Linked DNA regions of Zea mays: region 2 is linked to region 1. Evidence: chromatin contacts called from public Hi-C data. All regions are on one chromosome and are shown on one strand. The core of a region is the stretch at or near the end of the contact, and the rest is flanking DNA. Distances in the headings are between cores, read along the strand shown. Region 1 holds the start of LOC103627257 (RING-H2 finger protein ATL72). Region 2 has its middle 43 kb from the start of LOC100280896.

Region 1 (3,737 bases), core at 350-2,849:
GGCTTGGCGTGAACTTGCATAGGTGTCTTTCCCCATCAGCAGTAGCACCCAGGGGAGCCAAGGCAATGGATAGGCCGGCCAGGAGGCACTAGGAAGCTAGCTAGCTGGGTCTGGGCGTGTGAGTGTGTTGTTAACAGTGGTGGCTTTCCGGGAATCAGAGGGGCACTAGCTGGTATAGCACCAGATCTTGTCTGCCTGATCATGGGTGTAAAGCAGGATAAGGGAGGCTTAGCAGCACACATGCAGCAGCAAGAGATGGATTAGAAAAGGGAGATCAGGCACTGAATTATTTGCTAGTGTTGCACTCTTTTTGCAGGCCATGTGGCATGTGGGGGAGGCTGTATCTTTGACCTCTGCCACTCCTTGCCATACCGTGTGGTTCATGGCAACTGAATTATTTGTGAACTTTGGGGGGTCAAACTCTGGTCCAGCCAGCCAACTCAACTCGTGGGCATGGTCTGCCCAAGGGAAAGCATATATGATAGTGAGTTTGACTTCCAAAAATCCGGTTTCTTTCCAGATTGCAATTATTGTACACTCGCAGGTACTAGTAGATTAATTAACATCTTGACTACTATTACTACTGACTAAAACAAATTAAAGCATACATATGATAAATGCAACTCTGTCTGTGACACTAGTGCCTTCTTGTATCACTTATAGGAAACATCCTTCAACTTGATAGACCTTCAACTTGACAAAAAGACGGGAGCTGTGTGTGTGTGTGAGAGAGAGAGAGAAACCATGGTCCAAGAAAGTTGAGTTTGACTAGTATGACAGCTGACAGTAACACTAACACACACCAACCAATCTTGTAGAGAATCGTATCCTCGATCTTGGAGCAATCATGAGGCAGTAACATACCAAGACAATGAAGCATGTGAGCACGATCGATGGTGAAGCTGACAAAGCAACTAATTACCACTCACAAACCACGTCGCATTTTTGCATATGCTGATTGGCTGCTTCTGATCCCTTCCACTTCGAACAGTGAGCAGAGCTCGCAACTCCGACCCACAAGCTTTGCCTGCTTTCGAGGATGCATGGCGCGCCCCAGGTCAGCTGCCTCCAACGATGATTGTCTCGTTAGTTGCATTTCCTGGAATGTCTAATCTTGCTAAACTGCAGGTTCAGAGTCTTATGTTTTCTTTCTGTCTTAGTTTTCTCACGAAAAGATCGTTTTCATATGTGACTGTCTCCACTATCCAGGAAGCAAAAGAATGTTCTGCCACAGGCACACTGGGAGTCTGGGACGATTCTGATTGTTGACAAGTATAAAAGTGAATTAGCCATAAGTGCACCCTTTTTTTTATTCCATCGACTTAAGCTACATGCAATTCAATAGGGTATCACAGGGCCAGAGTTCTCAAGCTTGAATCCTGATGAGCCAAATTAAATTAAATAATTACAGCCGACTTCTATTTCTATGTTTGAGGCCTGAGGGAGGGAACACATGTGGGAAGTATAGGCTAATTCGACACCTCTGTCTCTTTGCGTAAGCTTTGGCTCGATAGCTGAAAAGGCAGCCACGTGCAGAAATCAGAACGTGGATTAAGAAAGGGACGGAAAGCAAAAATAGGCGAATTGACAAGCAGAATGATAACGGACATCCATTCTGGGATAGTGGGACTTCGTTCGCAGAAGTTCATAAGGAACAATAGGATAAGCATAGGGCCTAGCTTTATCAGGTTTCCGCAAAAGCTTATAAGGAACAATGTTTTTCGAAGCGAAAACAAGAAACACAGACTTTTTCTTCTTCTTCTTCTTCTTCTTCTTCAAAAACGCTTAAGATAATGAGATAATTATGCTTAAAGCCTTGTTTAGATGCCCATGTATCTACTTCAACGTATGTGTGTTGTAGTGGTTGGATTAAGGCATATATATGGGTATCCAAGCAGGCTCTAAGCGAGCAAGACGATGGCCACGTTTTGACGAGCTGTTTACTTCCCTGCCTACCCAAATTTGAGTTGCAACAGATTTGTGCAACAACACTGTAGCTTTTTAATCCCAAAAAAAAGCCTGTAACACGTTCTAAAGAAAGGGCAAACCAGATAAGTATGCCCAGTAGCTTACCAGATGCATGTCCCAATGCGATCCATATAATCCTTCAAATATCTCGATAAAAAAAATTATGCACTGATCGTGGCAAATATATGTCTCATGTAGGAGTAGTATATATACACACTTATTATAAAAAAGGTTATCCTTCCAGTATTCTGGCATGGCCAACAGTGCGTAGCAAATGGAGAAGAATGGAAGCGCACCACTGAGTGGATAAGAAGATGGTCCACCACACACTCAAAACTTGATCCAAAATGTAGCGGGGGAGGAAACCAATATTGAATGAAATGAATAATGACTGCCATGAAAGTTTAAACAAAGCATAAAAAAAGGAACCAAAACATCGAAGGACCTTCACTTGCTTGATCTAGCGTTCCCGTACTGCGCAAAGACAGTTCTGTTTTCTACACTTGAACGCGCCGGTTTTTGTATGGATTAAAAAAAACCTGTGTGGGATAAACAAAGTAGGAGAAAAGTTATTCCACTCGTCGATACATCATACATATAGAAGAACCACCTGCTTTTGTTGAGCATTCAAGGTTGAGGCCAGATAGCGATGAATATGATCTTTGGTGCACCCTGAGCTTCTATTCCTATCCGATCGAAAGCAACTTCACCTTTTTTTTTTTCAACCAATGGCATATGAGGATCTCACCGTGGACATATTGTGCGGAGTCAACTATGACTTAGGGGTGCTTGAATACACTGTAGCTAATAGTTAGGATATATTTGAATACACTAGAGATAATAGTTAGTGGCTAAAATTAGCTAAAGACATCTAAACACCCTAACTAATATTTCATCTATTAGCTATTTTTAGTAAATTAGTTGTTAGTTAGCTAGCTAATTCTACTAGTAAATTTTTAACTCTAGTGCATTTAAATACCCTCTTAGTTAGCTACATGACTACACGACTCTAGCTACATGACTCTAGCTTACCCAAAAAAACAACAACAACACTAGCTTATAAAAAACAACAGATACAATCCACCTTTTGTGCCACCAAGATGCTATACACATTTGTGAAAAGGGGAAAACAAAATGACTTGTTTTTGGGTATACACATAAATAAACCTTAAATTTGTTCAAACCCACTTGCTATGCATTTCTGAAAGAAGAGCAAGGCCAGCATTATCGCTAAAATCGAGCAGTGCTCCAGTTTGTTAAGCTTTATTACACTCCGCTGCAGCAACAGCGCCTGAAGTCCTCATCAATAAATGAATAATAATGCTGTCCCAGTTGCCCCTTGTTCTACAGGTAACAGAAGCATGAGAGAGTTACCTCTCGTTCTACAGGTAACAGAAGCTTGGCAGAGTTGCCCCTTGTTCTACAGGTAACAGAAGCATGGCAGAAGGATAAAGCCAACCGTGATGCAACTTCCATCAATCAATTTAATAGAAGGAATTTTATTCCCATGGCAACAAATAAGCTACACTGTGGAGAAACACAGAAGCAGAACGCACGAACACAGTACAACATAACACTTTTTAACTCAACTCAAGAATGAACACAGTACAACATAACACTTTTAACTCGACTCAAGAATGAACCCACTTGCAAAGCAAAAGGCTCGCTACTTGTGAAGGCCACAGAGACAGCTCTCAACACCTACGTCTCTGGCAATGCAGGGTGGCTGGCTTATCCCGTCCTGGTACCAAGTCGCCCGTTTCTCAACT
Region 2 (3,737 bases), core at 735-3,234, 89 kb after region 1:
GCATATTATTCATAGATTCGGCATTCCCCAGACCTTGACTACAGATTAAGGAACTTCTTTTATGTCAAAAGAGGTACGTGAATTTGCTGAATTATATAGAATTAAGTTGCTTAATTCATCTCCATATTATGCTCAGGCCAATGGACAAGACGAGTCTAGTAATAGGGCATTGATTAACTTGATAAAAAAAGATATCCGATAATCCTAAGCATTGGCATAAGATTTTGTCCGAAACTTTATGGGCTCACAGAATATCTAAACATAGTGCTACTAAAGTATCTCCTTTTGAGCTTGTCTATGGGCAGTAAGTAGTGTTGCCTGTGGAAATAAGTTTAAATGCTGTCAGGTTCGCTAGGCAAAATGATCTAACTGTCAATGATTATTATAATTCAATGATGGATAATATTGATGAGGTGACCGACAAGAGGGTGATAGCTTTGTGAGCAATAGAAAAGGACAAGATCATGGTAGCCAGGGCCTACAACAAGAAGGTCAAAGCAAAGTCATTTTAAGTAGGGGATCTGGTGTGGAAGACCATCCTGCCGCTAAGGAACAAAGACAAAAAGTTTGGGAAGTGGTCGCTAAGCTGGGAGGGTCCTTATAAAGTAAAACAGGTAATGTCTGGTAATGCCTATTTACTACAAACATTACAAGGCAAGGATTTACCTAAGGCTTTGAATGGACGTTTTCTCAAGCAGTACCATCCTAGTATGTGGCAAGATGCTTAAGAAAACCGATGTAATCACATCGAGTTAAATGCTTTTGGTTTGCTCAGCTCCACCAAAACGCAGGGGGCATATGTTGGGCACCAAAATGAGAAGGCCGGACGGTCCGGCCCTGGGGCCAGACGGTCCACGGTCCGGACAGTCCGCGTCTGTGGGCCGGACGGTCCGCATAGGCGCAGAACAGATTAGTGTTCCGAGTTTCTTGCTATGTTTGCTGGCGAGAATCTCGGGATAAACTCAAAAATTTGTTTGTAAGGGGTCCAGCCCCCTCCTCTATAAATAGAGAGCTAAACGGTCGATTTGATAAACGAATCGAACCTTCAATCAATACAATTTACATTTTATCCTAGGAGTAGTTCTAGTCTAGTTTAGGTTTAGTCTTCCAATCCTCAAATCCTCTGCTTCTCTTTGACTCTACGTCGATTAGAGGAGTTTAGGTCGGTCTACCCGAGCCTATACAACTCCTAGGATCTCTTCTCTCCGACGGGGTCCCTCCCGGGAGCGAGATCTAGGCGCCGCCGGCGATCCTCCGCCGCCCTTGCGCACGCGCGGACCGTCCGGCCCTAGGGTGCGGACGGTCCGGCCATTAGGTAGGGAACCCTAGCCCCTGCGCCAGGTCGCGGACCGTCCGCGCCTGACCAGAGAGCACCGTCACGGTTCTTATTGAGTATTTGGTGCTCCGAAAAGGCGTCAACACCACCCTTTCCACCGATAGAATTGTTGTAACATATATTTTTTTTTCATTTTTTCTAAACTGATTGACGAAGCTAATCTGTACACGGAATGAAGAAAGGTCAAAGGTGGAACTAAAAAAGTAGTTTTTTATATCTTTGTTCTCTCTTAGGCTAATCACAGTGGCTATTTCACTACACTATTTCATACACTAACATATTAATTGAATGATGCAACTAAATAGTCAATACAAATCAGTAAAATATATGAAGATGAAATAAACCACTTTTAATAGATCTTTCACATGATTTCCAAGACCTTGAAAACTAGTTGACATAGTTTCATCCTCATAAAATCAATTTTATTCCACAAAACTCATTTACCTTTAATATTATACTATTAAATATGTATGAAACCATAATGAAACTACCATTGTGAATAAACTTAGCAGTTGCAGAGACACAGCTCGGATACTCCGAACACGTGCCTGGGCTTCAGCCTGCAAGGGCCCAGTATGTATGGTCCAACTCTCCAATCCTCGGCCCAGCAGCCATCGTTTCCAGCTTGCGAAGGCACGAAACAGGAAGCGGGCAAGCAACGAGTGCCGCTGCTCTGACCAACTGCGTGCCTGCTCCGCCGTAGAGCTCAGCCGTTCTGGACTGCCACGTCAGCCACACGCCCCGCGTCGGCCAGGGCCAGCTGCCCAGCCGCGCCTCTGTCGCAGCCCCTACTTCGTACCGCCCAAGTCACAACCGAAGTGAGTTGTTGTCAATTTATGGTTTCTCAACTGTTAATTGTTTTTTTATAGTACGTATATAATAGTATATAATCGTTGATTGAACATTTGGTTTAATGTAAGTATTGAGTATCAACGTATTGTGATTTTTTTATTGTTAGCGATGAGGAGACATTTGATAGTAGAATATAGTATTGAAATTTATTAATCTATATTGAATAGAGACTTAGATGAAATCTAGAAATTTAAATCGGTGTCCAAGCTCCGGTCTTGGGCTTACTCCGCCACTGTCTCTTAGTCATGCATGAAATTGTCGTTAAAGCTATTTTATTAAACAAAATTTCTAAAATAGCTCAGCTTCACTGATAAAGCTGTACTCACAAAACTGGTTTAAACATAGCTTCAACAATGAAGCTGAGTTGTGCTAAATATGAGTTAATTTTTTCTGTGTCCTCTAAAGGAAACAGGTGACGCCTAAAAAGGGCGGGTGAATTAAGAGTTTTAAAACTTTCTCTAAACAAGGGCATAATTAAATTTATAAAGCAAAACATATGTAAATAATCAAACTAGAATGTGCAAACTATGTTTTGTCTAAGTGTTGTTATCTCTACCGTAATGTCTAAGTTTCAATACAAAGCAATCTAATTATAAAGACAAAATTACAACTTAAATGCTTAATATAAATGCGGAAGCTAAAGAGCAAGGTAGAGATGCAAACTCTCGTGGATGACGCCGGTATTTTTACCGAGGTATCCGGAACCACGCAAGGTCCCGACTAATCCTCGTTGGTGCTCCTACGCAAAGGGAAGCCCACACGAGAGCCAAGCATCTCGGTCGAGTAACTCCGTAGAGAGCCGCGGGCCTTCTCCACGCGTAAGTGGTGCTCCGCTTATGGCTCCTCTCGGACGCTCCCCGCCGTCTCCACTAACAAGTTTCCGGGCAAAACGCTGCGGGCCTCGTTCCCTCTGGTGCACGTTGGTGACCGTGACACAAATGCGGTTGTCACTGTCTCGCAAGACTCTCGCCCCACTCAGTACAATTTCAACGGCTCGCGCAAGTGAGAGCACCTAGAGGGGGGGTGAATAGGTGATCCTGTGAAAACTTAAACTTAAAGCCACAAAAACTTGATTAAGCGTTAGCACAATAAGGCCAAGTGGCAAGAGAGGAATTCTTGCAAAACACAATAACCACAAGAGGATCAAGACAAATAGACACAGTGGTTTATCCCGTGGTTCGGCCAAGTACAAAACTTGCCTACTCCACGTTGTGGCGTCCCAATGGACGAGGGTTGCAATCAACCCCTCTCAAGCGGTCCAAAGACCCACTTGAATACCACAGTGTTTTGCTTTGTTTACTATATCCCGCTCGCGAGGAATCTCCACAACTTGGAGCCTCTCGCCCTTACACTTTGATGTTCACAAAGAAGCACAGAGTAAGGGAGGGATGAGCAACTCACACAAGACACAAAATCAGAGCAACAACACGCACACAAGTCGCAACAAGAGCTCACAACACAACTCGACAAGTTCACAACTCAAATGGAGCTCTAGTTGCTATCACAAAGAATCAAATGTGCGGAATCGAAGTCTTGGTGCTTAGTAATG

What was found. Hi-C and Micro-C count contacts between places; a contact is called where the count stands out from the background.
Region 2: a Hi-C map of tassel shows a contact between it and region 1, with 2.3 times the contacts expected there. The contact joins the enhancer-like site here to the promoter of LOC103627257 in region 1. A contact is called at or near these places in 5 of 25 Hi-C or Micro-C datasets (ear, leaf and tassel).

What each region holds. Positions count from the first base shown.
Region 1 is chr5:173,754,117-173,757,853 of Zm-B73-REFERENCE-NAM-5.0, forward strand. It overlaps LOC103627257 (RING-H2 finger protein ATL72), which reads right to left and starts at 1,600. Exons shown (of 1, transcript XM_008647543.4): 1 at 1-1,600. It overlaps LOC103627258 (histidine decarboxylase-like), which reads right to left. Exons shown (of 5, transcript NM_001323601.1): 5 at 3,448-3,737. The coding sequence ends at 3,635.
Region 2 is chr5:173,842,962-173,846,698 of Zm-B73-REFERENCE-NAM-5.0, forward strand. No RefSeq gene overlaps it. Among protein-coding and RNA genes, the nearest start is that of LOC100280896, 43 kb to the right of the region's middle. Within about 2 kb of position 1,985, at least 17 of the 20 cell types and tissues checked have an H3K27ac peak or open chromatin away from gene starts, as enhancers often do. A contact at or near this core is called in ear, leaf and tassel, where this site is marked.